Linked DNA regions of Rattus norvegicus: region 1 is linked to region 2. Evidence: chromatin contacts called from public Hi-C data. All regions are on one chromosome and are shown on one strand. The core of a region is the stretch at or near the end of the contact, and the rest is flanking DNA. Distances in the headings are between cores, read along the strand shown.

Evidence for each region. Hi-C and Micro-C count contacts between places; a contact is called where the count stands out from the background.
Region 1: a contact with region 2 is called in a Hi-C map of prefrontal cortex, with 2.3 times the contacts expected there. The contact joins the promoter of Dennd5b here to the promoter of LOC134486897 in region 2. A contact is called at or near these places in 5 of 12 Hi-C or Micro-C datasets (Schwann cells, frontal cortex, liver and 2 more) and 1 of 1 datasets of contacts at active chromatin or transcription factors (oligodendrocytes).

What each region holds. Positions count from the first base shown.
Region 1 is chr4:183,815,492-183,822,400 of GRCr8, reverse strand. It overlaps Dennd5b (DENN domain containing 5B), which reads left to right and starts at 1,389. Exons shown (of 22, transcript XM_039108925.2): 1 at 1,389-2,218. The coding sequence starts at 2,092.
Region 2 is chr4:183,640,658-183,647,410 of GRCr8, reverse strand. LOC134486897 reads right to left here and starts at 3,920. Exons shown (of 3, transcript XM_063287016.1): 1 at 3,778-3,920; 2 at 2,472-3,742; 3 at 2,143-2,260. The coding sequence starts at 3,920. The coding sequence ends at 2,217. Sinhcaf (SIN3-HDAC complex associated factor) reads left to right here and starts at 2,783. Exons shown (of 6, transcript NM_001134712.1): 1 at 2,783-2,896.

The DNA.
Region 1 (6,909 bases), core at 140-2,639, 180 kb before region 2:
TCTCCTTAATCAATTCTAATGGAACTCATAGATCAGAAAAATGCCTGGGCAGATAAGGAGATATTTCCTACCAAAACTGACTATCCCAGTTTGATCTCCAGGGCTCATAACATGGAAGGAGAAGACTCCTGAAACGCATTCCCTGACCTATACATAAGCACAGAAACACACACACACACACACACACACACACACACACACACACACACACAATGTCATTTTTTAAGTCTTTAAAACTCAAATAAGTTTGGTGAACTTATTAGATCACCAAAAATGTTAAAGACATGAGAGCAGAAGAAGGACTCGGTGTGTACAGAAAGGAGATCAGAGGGAATGGGGAAGGGGGTACAGGAATGGTTAATAAAAGGATATGATCAAAATATGTACAGGAACGGGGTTGGGGATTTAGCTCAGTGGTAGAGCGCTTGCCTAGGAAGCGCAAGGCCCTGGGTTCGGTCCCCAGCTCCGAAAAAAAGAACCAAAAAAAAAAAAAAATATGTACAGGAAACTGGGTTGTGGTGGCATATGCCTTTAATCCCAGCGCTCAGAAGGCCGAGGCAGGAGGATCTCTGCGAGTTTGAGGCAAGCCTGGTCTGCAAATCCAGTTCCAGGCCAGCCAGAGCTGTTACACAAAGAAACCCTGTCTCGGAAAAACAAAAAACAAAAACAAAACAAGAAAGTACATGTATGGGAATGTCATAACTAAACCCAGTATTCTGTATATGTTAATAATACAAAAAGTAAATCATTACTGCTTACAATTTTATAAATCAGTTACCGCTCAAATGAACAGGAAATATGTTTCTTGATTAGTACAAACAATAAATCGGTTTTCTGCTGTATTTGTTTGGCTAGCTTAGAATCTAACATTCTGCAAGAAGTCACCAACAAAAATAGAAGTACTCAGTAAAATCTTTTTCGTGTGTACCCTGTATAATAGAAGCAATAATTGCATAACATTAAATGTCCATAAACATTACAGATAGCAAAGTTGGTTATTTTCCCAGTAGCACCAACCTGATACTACCTAGATTATCATCATTCTTTCGTTCACTAAAATATAAATGGCAGGCTGAGTGGGACCCAGGGTTCCATAGCCACTGGAAAGAATGAACCAGGAAACACAACCACCCCCACCCCAAGTACAACCCAGCTAAGAAGGTAAGAGAAGTCATTTCAAGGGTTCCAAAAGATTATTGGAGGGTACGATAGAAGTTAAGGGTCAATTACACAGGTCGTTATTTACTCTGCCTGCCTCTGTGTGTGTGTGTGTGTGTGTGTGTGTGTGTGTGTGTGTGTGTGTGTGTGTGTGTGTTCTCCAACTCCTGATCCTCCTGCCTCAGTCACAAGAGTGCTGGAATTATAGATGTGAGTCACCACGTCCTGTCGGGACTAGGATCTTAAAATGGTTTAAGCATCTGCATGTCAGTTTAAAAATATGGTACAGACGTTGTGGGAAATGACCTCAGCGTGCTGTCTCCCTTCTCCAAAGCTACGTTATTGTTTAGGTTAGGTTGGGCGACATCCTCTCTGGAAGATAGGATCCTGCTCTGCAGCTCGCGCTCTAACCCGCTGATGGGGGCTGCACCGCGCAAGAGAGGTTGCCTCACTATTACAGCCGGCGGGCACGCACCCCGACGCGCCCCCGATCCTTCCGAACTCTCTGGTGCGCGCCCTGGACCGCGCGCCTCCGAGCTCTACGGGCGCTCCCGTCGCGCAGCGCGGTTCTGTTGACCCGCGGGCGCCAGACGCTGCGCTCGGGCGGGCGCAGCCGCGGCGGCGCGGGCCTCCCTAGCTGACACTCCCCCTGCGCGCCCCTCCCCCGCCGCGGCGGAATCCCGCCCGCCCGCGCGCGAGCCCGAGGCCGCTTCCCCGGTACCAGCGTCTAGAAGGATCCCGGCTGCGGCGATTGCGCGGCCATGGGCGCGCCGGGGTCGTCCTAGGGTCGCGGCGGAGACCGCAGTCCGAGCGGCGCGGTGGCCTCCTCCGCGAGGGAAGCCTGCGACGCTCCTCGGCGAGGCTTCTCAGCGGTTCACTCCGGAGAGCCTCCTCCGCGAACCCCAGCGACGGCCGCACAGGCAGCGCGGCGGGATGAGCGGTAGCGGCGCGGCACCGGGCCCGGGCTCGGGGTCCTCCCCAGCCGCCTGTCGCTTCGCGCACTACTTCGTGCTGTGCGGGATCGATGCGGACAGCGGGCTGGAGCCCGACGAGCTGGCGGGTAAGGCCGGGCTGGCTGAGGAGGCGCTAGGGAGGCGAGGTGCGGGCTCCAGACAAAAAGTCGGCTGCAGTAGCGGCGCTCGGGCTAGACGGGCACTCGTGGGCGACATAATGACATTGTTGTTAATTCCGCGCTCTGGCTAAGCCCCTGGGTGCTGGGTCCGCGTAACCGGCGCGGGCCCCCTAGAGGGCCGGACTCCTCCGCTGCTCGCGGGCGGCTCATGGCGCGCGGGACCGGGCTGTGCAGTGGTTCGCGAAGTTTGGCCCTGGCGGCCGACGTGGTGGTCTCAGCTCCATGAAGGAGTCGGGACCGCGGGGTGACGACGAGGTCCGCTCAGGAGGGAGGCCCAGCGGGATCGACCCCGACCTCTCTGGGTCGGCGCCACCCCTCCCCCCTGGTTCTGCGATGACGAGCGAGTCACCCTTTGGAATCCTGTGGATTTGGCGGTGCCAGTGCCGCCCGCGAGCTAGCGAGGACCTTTGGACGCTCGGGTTGCGGCCTGATGCTTTGTTGATACCCCTGCCCGGTCCCTGAGTTGACGTAGTTGGACAATCCTCCCCAAGAGGGGCGCACCGTGAGTCACCGCCGAGGTGTCACTGGAGGAGCATGTCCCCCATTTGACGGGTTTGGTGACGCAGTGCGGGACTGGGCTGGGAAACGTACCCTGAGAACCCGGGCATTTGAAGATGATAGGGACGGGGAAATGCGAAATGTAGGGAGCAGGCCTGGAGAGATGCCTGACTGAATTTTTCACTCTGCTTTCCTCCGTGGGATCTGAATTGTGATTTTTTTTTTAAAGGGTGAGACACATGACACCTTCCACCTGAACTTTATCTGTGTCAGTGCTAAACACTTAGGTCATAGCCTTTCAGAGCAGCTTTTTTGGAACATAGCATCCCTCATTGATTGCACCGGTATAGATTTTTCTCTCTTTCTTTGAGGAGAGGACTGGGAAGAATGTATTAAATAACAAATGATAGTAAACAAAAACGGCTCAGTGTTTATTAATACAGTCTCACGTCTTAACTGAGCATTTTAGTATTAAGTCAGCTTCACAGCAAAATGTTTTCAACAAAACTAAATATAGTTTTAGAGGAATAATGAAATACCAAGTTTTCCCTGTATGTGTAATTATGTAATCTTATTGTTTCTTCAGCTAAGGTTTCATGTATATGTTAAGAATGACATTAAGTTAAGGGACACGAAGTTGGAAGGGGGGTTGTCTGCAGAGTGATTTTGAAGAAAGATTTTTCTTGGGCTGGTAAAACAATTATCTTTTCTAGGACTCCTCTAAACAACTAGGATTTTTTTGGGGGGCCTTCTATAGTAGGTGAATGATGAAAAGAAAAAAGCCTGTATTTGTCCTCTCTTTGTCTACTAACACCAGAACACCACCTTTTAAAGTGTGTTCTGGGACTCTTCAGAAATCACCTCAGTCTTCATGAAGCAGTATCTCCTATTCTTTGGATTGTCCTTATTGTATTACTACTTAGAAGAGAAAGATTCTTGGACCAGAGGAATGCTCAGTGAAAACATGTACTGCTCTTGCTGAGGACCCAAGTTTGATTCTCAGCACCTACATTAGGTGGCTTATAAACAATTTATAACTCTAGTTCTAAGAGAGCTGACACAGCCTGGCCTCTGAGGCACTTTCTCTAACACAAACACACACTTAAAAATAATAAAAATCTGGAAAAAGATTCTGTGCTACTAATATAGTGAAGAAATTATTTTTAATTTTTCAGATTTATCTTATGTGTATGTCTACGTGCATGTCTGGTGCCTTCAGAGTTTAGAAGAGGGTAGAGGGTGTTAGGTAATCTGGAACTAGAGTTAGGGGTGGTTGTGACCCCTGAGTACTAGGAATTGACAGATTTAAGGCTTAGGAATCACACAGCTATTTGGCAAGTGTTTTATTTTCTATGATAATTTCTCTTCAGTTTAACTTAACCTTTAAGGAAATTTAAGCGGCTGGACTAACAAGATAAGATTTAAAAAAAAAAAGTTTCCTATCTCCCGTCTTAAGTGTATCCTTTTTCTGAATAAATAAACTTTCCTATGTGCTTTCATACTTGGCTTAACTTTTTTGTGCAATTGTTCACAAAAACAATGACTTCTTAAAAACAAAAAACATAGACATTGGTACCCCTGATATGATTAAGTCAACATTGTTTTGTTTGGGTCTTCCCATTTCTGTCAGAACTTCTTCATTGGTTCATTGACAGCCATTTCTCCAACCTTGAAAGTGTGTGTGCTGGTTTTTAGTGCAAACACCAACAGGTCTTACTTATTGTGAATCATCTGTAAACCATCTTGTTCCTCAAGGAAGGGACAAACGGGAGACAGTGAAAGAGGGGCATATGGGTAGAAATTGGTAGAAAACAAATTGTAAAACCCATTTTCCAGGCCACCTATCTCTTTTGCTGATATCGACAACTCTTTTTAGCTTGGAACAGTGTTGCAGTTAGAGGGAGAAAAATGGTGCAGAACCTAGGTAAAGTTCTCTAGACCTAGGATTTCTCATGATCCCTTTTTTTTTTTTTTTTAGTTTTTTGTTTACTAAGATGTTAATTAAATTTCTCCTCCTTTCCCCTCCCCTCCCCTTCCTTCCCCCCCATGTGTATGTGTAAGCCATATATGCATGGGTGTGCACAGAGATCAGAAAGTACTGGGTTCCCTGGAGCTAGAATTCCAGGCAGTTATGAGATGCCCAGTGTGAGTGCTAGAAACCAAACTAGGGTCTTCCAGAAGAGCAATACGTTCTCCTAACTGCTAAGCCATCTCTCCAAATATGACTACTTTTAGCCAGGTAAATTTTTACACAACTCTGAGAATACAGGTATATAAACCAAACATTTACTGAAAAATCACGAGAAATTGTATTTTAAAAATAGTTCTTTGATCTATATACAGCTTTACCATCTACCAAGAATGAAAATATATTTGCATACAAATGAGATAAATATATGGCCTTATTTTTTTTATAAAGAATTAACTTTGGACAGAATATTTGATATTGCAGGAGATGACCTCAGTATCTTTCTGAATGGATCACCATTTTGATCTTGTAATAGTCAGTGCTGAGAATACCACTCCACTTGGCAGAAGTATATGAAGAACCATTTCAGAAATTGTGAATCTTTTCTTAATTTTAATAAAAATTCCTTTCATATGTTTTTGTTTGTTTTAAGTCCTGTCCTACAATATAGATCAAGCAGGCTTGGAACTTGCAGAAGCCTCTGGTGCCTGAGTACTGGGATTAAAGATTTGAGCCAGGCTGGACATGCTGGTTTATCCTTTTAATCTCATCACTCAGGAAGGATATTATAGCAGGCAGATGAATCTCTTCAGTTCTACCCAGAGCTACATTGTGAAACTCTGTCTCAAAAATCAAAAAAAAAAAAAAAAAAGAGTTTGGACCACTGACCATTTCATGATTTTCTAAAATGAGACTTAAATAGCAACTCAAATAGTAATTAAAAAATTATCTTTATTGTATGTGTATGAATCGTTGGCTGCATGTATGACTATGTATCACATGCACATCAGATACCAGAAGAGAGATCCCTTAGATCTAGAGTTAGAATGGTTGCGAACCTCCGTGTGGGTGCTAGATATTGAACCTGGGTTCAATAAAAAAAAAAAAAAAAAAAAAAAAAAAAAAGCAAGTGTTTTTAATCACTGACCCATCTCTCAAGCTCCAAGACAACAATTTTTAATCTTTTTTTTTTTTTTTTTTTTTTTTTTTTTGGAGTTGGGAACTGAACCCAGGGCTTTGCGCTTGCTAGGCAAGCGCTCTACCACTGAGCTAAATCCCCAACCCCAACAATTTTTAAAATTAAGTACACTTACACAATATAATTAAAAAATATATTAATCTGATAATTTCACAGTGAGGAATGATAGTAAGAAGATATTAAAAATCTTTGTTGGTTTTTTGTTTGTTTGTTTGTTTGTTTTGATGCAGGGTCTCAGAGAGCCCAGGGTGGCCTTGAACATGATTTGTAGGACCTTGAGCTTCAAGTCCTCCCACCTCTACATACCAAGTACTAAGATTGCGGTCTATATTACCAAACACATTTTAATCTTCTCTTTCTCCTTCTAGTCCTGGTCTCCTGCATACTAGGTACTGAACTTCCATCTCCAGCCCTTTTTGACTTTAAAGTGTTTTTAATTTAATTTATTTTTATGTGTATGAATGTTTTGCCTGCAGGTATATTTATGCACTACGTGTTAGCTTGGTGCCCAAGGAAGTCAGAAGATGGCATTTGATCCCCTGAAACTGCAGTGCCATGTGGGTGGTGGGAGTTAAATTTGAGCCCCCTGGAAGAGCAATCAGTGCTCTTAACTGTTGAGCCATCTCTCGGTGCCCCTCCCCAACCCACCCCAGCCACACACCAACCCCCCCGCCCCCGGAGCTGGGGATCGAACCCAGGGCCTTGCGCCTGCTAGGCAAGCGCTCTACTGCTGAGCTAAATCCCCAACCACACACCAACTTTTTGAGATACTATATAGCCTGGCTATTCTGAAACTCACTATGAAGATCAGGCTGGCCTCAAATTCACAGAGTTCTACCTATGCTGGGATCAAAGGTGTTCACCACCATGACTAGCCCCAGCTCCTTTTGTACTTTCAGTTTTGAGACAGAGTCTCATAAATTGACCAGGCTGGGCCGGAACTTACTTGGTAAC
Region 2 (6,753 bases), core at 2,671-5,170:
GAGCTACTGGCCCCGTTTAGGGCCAGTTATAACATGTTCAAGCAGAAAATGGAGAAAGTAATGTTGGAATATACTGGCCATTCTAGTGATAGCAGGGAGTCTTTCAAAGATACCTGAGGAACTCTCTTGAGTATTTTACTCCTATCCTTCCTGTGAAAACCACTCCAATTACTTCTTGATCTCTGCTTTGAGAGTAGAGGAAGCTCTGCAGCTTCCAGGTTCTTCTATTAAGACCAGACTGGCTCGGAACTCAGTGAGATTGCCCTGAATCCTGAGTGCTGGGGTTGGAGGCCTGCACTACCACACCTGCCAGATGTATTTCTTTTAAATAAAAGAAAAAAATAAAAATATTATACTTGCAATTTTTAAAAAAAGATTTTTATTTTGTGTACATGGTATTTTGCCTGGCACTTCCAGAAGATCAGAAAGTGTTTTTAAATATTGAGCTATCTCTCCAGCCCTGATATTTGCAGTTTTTTATACTTTCAAGGCATTTGATAATTTAAAACTAGTTTTGGTGACTCGGTCAAAACTCATAAATTCTAACATTTCTTCAAGAGAGATGGCTCAATGTAAAAAAATGCTTTTGACCTAACAACTGGTATTCAACCTCTTAGGCTACAAGACAAAGTCAAAGGAGAGAACTAATCTCTATATTCAAACAAACAAACACATATGCATGCACCCACGTATGCACGCACGCACGCGCACACACACTAAATCACACACACACAGACACAGAGGCACACAGACACACATGCACACAGACACACACAGACACACACACACACACACACAGACATACACACACACACACACACACACACACACACGGTGAAACATAAAGCACAAATCAGAAATGTATGCCCAGTGCTGTTTGTCAGCAATGGAAGTTTGGAAAGTTTTGTTTACTTTTATTTTTTGTTTTTTTCAAGACAGGGTAGCCTTGGCTGTGCTAGAACTCACACTGTAGATCAGGCTTGCCAAGAACCCAAAGAGATCTGCCTGTGACTGCTTCCAAAGTGTAGGGGTTAAAGATGTACACAACCACAGTCAGGCTGGAAACACTTTTTAAAGCTGTCAGATTTTATTACCTAGGGACAAAGATGGCAATTAAAGATCACGATAACCCCCAAACTCCTTTTAGGTCAAATGCAAAAACTGTAAGGTATTTTAACTTGAAACAAGTCAATAGTAGATTTAAAAAAATTGAATATTTTACAAGTAGGTACTAAGAATCTATCAAGTGTCGGGCATTGTTTTAGGCGGCTGTACACAAATATAAGAAAAAATCTTTGCCTTTAAGAGTTGCATTTTAGTGGGAGTTGCCAGGTTTCTTTATTCCCCTCCTTCAGAGGAATGGTGTTGTAGAACTTTTAAAAAAGTTGGGGTCTTTAGAAGTAGGTTTGGATTGTATTGGAGGAATTAGCTGTAAAATTAAAGTAGCATTTCAGAAATATTTGTTTGAATCTGCATAGTTGGCTCTACAGCAAAAGCAGGGAATCTTGTCAGTTTTTTTTTAGTTGATTTTCACACTTTGCAGCAAGGGACCAGTATCAAGTTCTGGGGGAAAACGTTCTTTTTCCTACCCATCCTCTCAGGGTCACTGAACCAGGTGTTATGTGTTGCTGGGCTTAAGGAGTATCACAACTATACTTCCATTTCTTACTTTTTCATCTGAAAAGTTACTTCAGGGTCTTCCTCCCTCCTCATTCTCCGGAACCTCCCTTTTCTTTGTTTTCTCTAGATTACTCCCTTTCTTCTAGATCCCTTTTTAATTTTCTTAGGAACATTTAGATGTTAGATTATTGTATATCCCCCAAGGAATGGTGTGTATTTTGCTTCCATTTTCTCCCCTCACAAGCGGTTTTTCAGGGCAGAGGAGCTCTCTTCATGGCTGGAGGATTTGTGTGTTTTCAGAAAGTGGCACCATTCCCACGGTAATTACCACCATGAAATTCGCAGAGGCTTGAAAACCTCAGTCCAAGTGAGCAAAGGAAAAAAAAAAAACAAAAAAAACAAAACCCAGTTATGGGTTGGGTCATGTTTGAGAGGGACAAGTGGGAATTAGTGAATGGGCCACGTCAAAATGGGGGCTTTATTAAACGACTCATTAAAACCACAAAAAACCCGAAACCTCTGTTGGAGAAATGAAAATTTATTTACATCTGGTGTGCGGAGTGAGTTTGCAGAAGTCGGATCTCGCCTTCAGGCGGTCAGGCTTGAAAGTACCAGTTGAGCAGTCTCACCCAGCCAGGCCCTGAAAGACAAAACGTTAAAGCTCACCTTCAAACAGAATTTAGGAAAGATGGAGACAAGTACAAACTAAGTGGGCGCTTCCACGGCAACTTTCGCTGCCACCTCAAGCTAGAAACTGGGCATAGGTGCGGGAATGCTGCAAAAGCAGCTTCCAGAACTTTCCAAGCTCGGTAGCGTCCCGATGGGTGCCGTTGGGTGAGGACAACCCTCACCTTTACACCTTTCGCGTCCTGCCACGCCCCCGCGTCGCCTCCTTCCCCCGGGCGTTTGTTTACGTGACGTTGCGTAGTAGGCAGGCCCCGCCCCCGTCCCTGCGGGCCGCCGCGTTTCCCGCGCCTCGCCGCTTCTCCCCTTAAAAGGACAATAGAGGCCGCGGGGACGCGCGCGGACGCCCTGCCCTCTCCCCGCCCAGCCCACGGCGCGCACGCGCCCGTATGCAAATAAGCTCGATTCAAGAGAATTTGGTCCCGGGAGCCGCGCCTGCGCAGAGGGAAAGCGGAATCTATACCTCCGTCCGCGGTAGCAACTGAAGAACTGCTGGAGACAATCTTTCTGGACTCGGCGCTGGCGGAGGGAGTGCTTGCAGGGGGTTGGCCTGGTGCAGTTTGCACCGTGGGGACGCTGCTGCGCGTGGAAGGTGAGTGATTCTAGTCTGGACACCGGTGCAAAACTGTCTCCGAGGTTTTGCTTTCTGTGATTTTTTTTCTTTCCTCCCTTTACCTCCCCCGCCTCCTCCGTCCTTCCCATACACAAACACACAGGAAGTTTTGTCTTGGAGATGGCATTGCGGGGAGCGCTGTCCTCGTGCTCTCCGGACTCCAGAGTCTTTTGTACAGAGGTGTTGGAGATGCGCTTCTTAATTGGGGAGGATATTTGAGGTAAACCGAAAGTCAGGGTGTGGGGAAAGTGAGTGCAGCGTGGAAACGAACGAGCAGCGGCGGACTTGCATCCACGCTGAAGGTGACAATGACTTTTCTCAGTCGTAGTGTTCTCTGCCGACCCGGAGAGCAGGGTCCGGGTCTCAGATCCCGTGTGGGCTCCGGCCGGGGGCTCGGGCGCCGCGTGCACCCGCGTGTTGCGCTCCCGCGCCGCTCGCGATGGTTTGCACGCGGGTGAACAACAAAGCCGGAGCTCGGAAACTAACTTGCCACTGCCTGGAGCCGGCGGCCACACAGGCTGAAAGCAGCCGGTGAGGGCCAGCGCCGGGGTTGCGCGACGCACGCGGCGTGGCGTTGTTGGAGAAGTCCGCAGGGACGCGGCTGCGACAATGAGCGCGCAGCACGCGGTCTTTGCACTCGGCCGGTGCCGAGTGGTCTCTGCAGCCCAAAGTTCGCTGTCCGTCTGGTCACCTGTAGCGTGGGTGCGGGCGACACGGGAGGGGTGGCAGTGTCCTGCGGAACCAAGCCCTGAGGATGAAGGCTGCGGCGCGGTCCGCTGCGTGAGGCACCCAACTCTTTTTTTTTTTTTTCTTTTTGTGTGTGTGCTTCACCTGACAAGCCACGTGCTTAGGGCCGCGACCGTGCTGCATCCGAGTGTCCAGCCCCGAGTGAGTCCCGGGCTGCGGTCGCCGTCGGGGCTATCGGGAGCAGGACAATGTGATTTCCTGGTGATGGCGTCTTGCCAGTTTCCAAAGCACAGCGAAAGTCGCCAACTCGCTGCATACGCGCAGCGGCGGGGACCTCTGGGCGTTTCTCATCCGGGACTCCGCAAAAGTTTGGCCCCAGGGGTCGGCGGCAGAGGACACCCGAGCTCGCGTGGATCCTGGTCGCGGGTCCCGGTCGCCCCGACGTTGCCGATGCCGCCGGACAACAAAGGGCCGCGTGTGCCCGAGCGACGCGGGCCGGGCGGGGCGCGGGGCGGCTTTTGTCCCTCAGGTCCTCTCGGAAACTTCAGCGGCGGCGCAGCGAGGCTGTGTCCGTGGGGGCGCCTCGGCCTGCGGGTCACCCATGCGGCGCGACGGAGCGCTGCTCGGCGGGGCGCACGCGTGGCTGGGGCTCCGAGTCACGGGAGGCCGCGTCTGGGAGGTCCGTGCATCCGCCTTTGAAGTGGAACTGTTGCCATGTTTGAATTACGTCAGGCCGAGCGTGCGGAGCGGCCCGGGAGCAGAGGCGCGGCCTTCGGGCGGCGCCGGCGGGGCGCGGGCCGTTGTTCCAGCGCAGGTGAGGGCGGCGGGCGGCGCATGGTGCCGGGGGACTCTGCAGCGCTGGGCTCCCTGGAGGAGTAGCGCTCCGCGCCCTACCCTAGCACCTCCGACTACTCGCGGGGAAGTTTCGGGGCGCCGGCTCTCGCTCCTCCTGGAAGCCGGGACTGAGGAGGAACTAGGGGGTGCGTGCCGCCTTTGTGTGTTTACACGTGGGGCCATCGGCGAGACGCAGTGCAGGTTGGGCTGGGCTGCTTTTGAGGACCGTGCAGTTCTGGTAAACAGCACCCCAGTCCGCCTCTTGTTTTTATTATTTTCTTCTCACCTTTCATAACTGCAGGTGAAGAATGACTACGGAGCCAGATGTGCACCTTACTCCCCCACCCCCTCCATGTTATGAGTTCGTTCCAAGTAGGCTCTTCGTGTTGTCTTCATGTTTTCTAAAGAAGATTCAGGCAACTTTTGCCGTCTTTAGTAAGAGATGGACATAAAACTTGTTTCTAGCAGTGAACGGGAAACACCTGCTTTTGAACTGAAGTTTGCCAGACTTGAAAATAATTTTAATGATTTTTGTGCTGCAAAATTGAAGGAGAAAGTCTGGGGTTCGTTTTCGAGTCTGGGCAAAGCCTAAAGGAGTTTAAAGTATTCAGAGGATCATTTGGAGGATGTTTTGTGTTTTGACCATAAAGTATGCAGGACTCAGATAAATCTCAGATGACCTTGAGAGCTGCATTTGGGGAGTAGGGCCTTTCAGAGATAAAGGATGCTGGGACAAGTTGCCAAAGTATCACTCTTGTAGGGAGCCCTTGCTAGCTAGTTTCACAATTCCTGGGAACTGGGGCTGACCTTCCAGTTACCCTCTTACACTTTTTTCAAGCTAACTTTTTGGTATGTGGCTCCAAGGCATAGCTCAAAAATTATGCTGGTTTGACACATGGATGCTTCTTTGGTATTTGGGGTTTGCTTGAAGTCTAGACATCCAGCCAGCAACACCATATCTGTTGCATCTTTGACGATTTCTCCTGTGTTTCAGTTAGCTTGTTTTCATCTAGATGTGGCCTTGACTGGGAAATAATATTCTAGATGCTTTGCCCTCATGCACCATACAAATTGAAATTCGGATTTTTTTTCCCCCTTGATTATTGGTAGAGAACACCTTTCAAGTTTTGGTTGACTAAGTTACAAATACTGAAAGGCTGCCCATCTTTGGGGGTGCATTTTTTGAAGTGAGTAGACTGTGTGTCAAGAAAATTAAAAACCTGTGAAAAGAACATGAGGTACTTTGCAAATATTGTTTTGTTTTTGTTTTAAGTACTTTTTAGACTACTTACTGCAAGACATCAGCTTCCTAGAAAAGTCCACACATGCATCATGTTGAACTAATTGATTCTGTTATAATCAAATGATGTTTGTAAGAGAGACTTGAATGACTTAAGAGAAAAGGGAAAGCAAGGTCTTCACCTTCTGTTATTTTGTGGGTGGTTGGAGATTTTAAAGAACATCTGTGTATGTGTATCTTCATATATGAGACCATATATTGGGGGAGTTGGATCTCACAACCACAGGAATTAAGGGATCAAATTCAGGTAGGTGGTCAGGCTTTATCTAGCCAGCCCTGTTTTAAATATCCACTTTCAAAACTTGCTGTGCTTGTTTTGAATCCCAGGGTATAGCACCGGTTAAATACCACCCCCTCCCCAAGACAGGGGAGGCCATGTGCAGCCTTGACGGGTGTTACAACTCTCTAGACCAGACTGGTCTTAAGCTCAGAGATCCACCTGCCTCTGCCTTCCAAGTGCTGAGATTAAAGGCCAGCCAGCTAAAATAAGCTTAAGTGGAAAAATCATCTTTGGGTTTTGTCTTCTTTCTCTCTCTTTTTTTTTTAAGATTAATTTATTGATGTGCGGGCTGGAGAGATGGCTCAGTGGTTAAGAGCACTGACTGCTCTTCCTGAGGTCCTGAGTTCAAATCCCAGCAACCACATGGTGGCTCACAGCCATCTGAAGTGAGGTCCGATGCCCTCTTCTGGTGTGTCTAAAGACATCGACAGTGTACTCACATACATGAAATAAATAAATCTTAAAAAAAAATTATTGATGTGCGTTGGCATTTTGCCTGTATGTATGTAAGTGTGAGGGTGCCAGATCCCCTGAAACTGGAGTTACAGTTGTGAGCTGCCATGTGGGTGCTGGGACTAGAACTGGGGTCCTGAAGAGTAGCCATTGATCTTAACTGCTGAGCCGTTCCTCCAGCCTCTGTGGAAAACAATCTTAAGCCAGCTTCCTAAGGCTGCTTTGAGGATAATTAGTTTCCAATGTCAAGCCCATAGCTAGCTGCTTTAGTAATACGTCCTT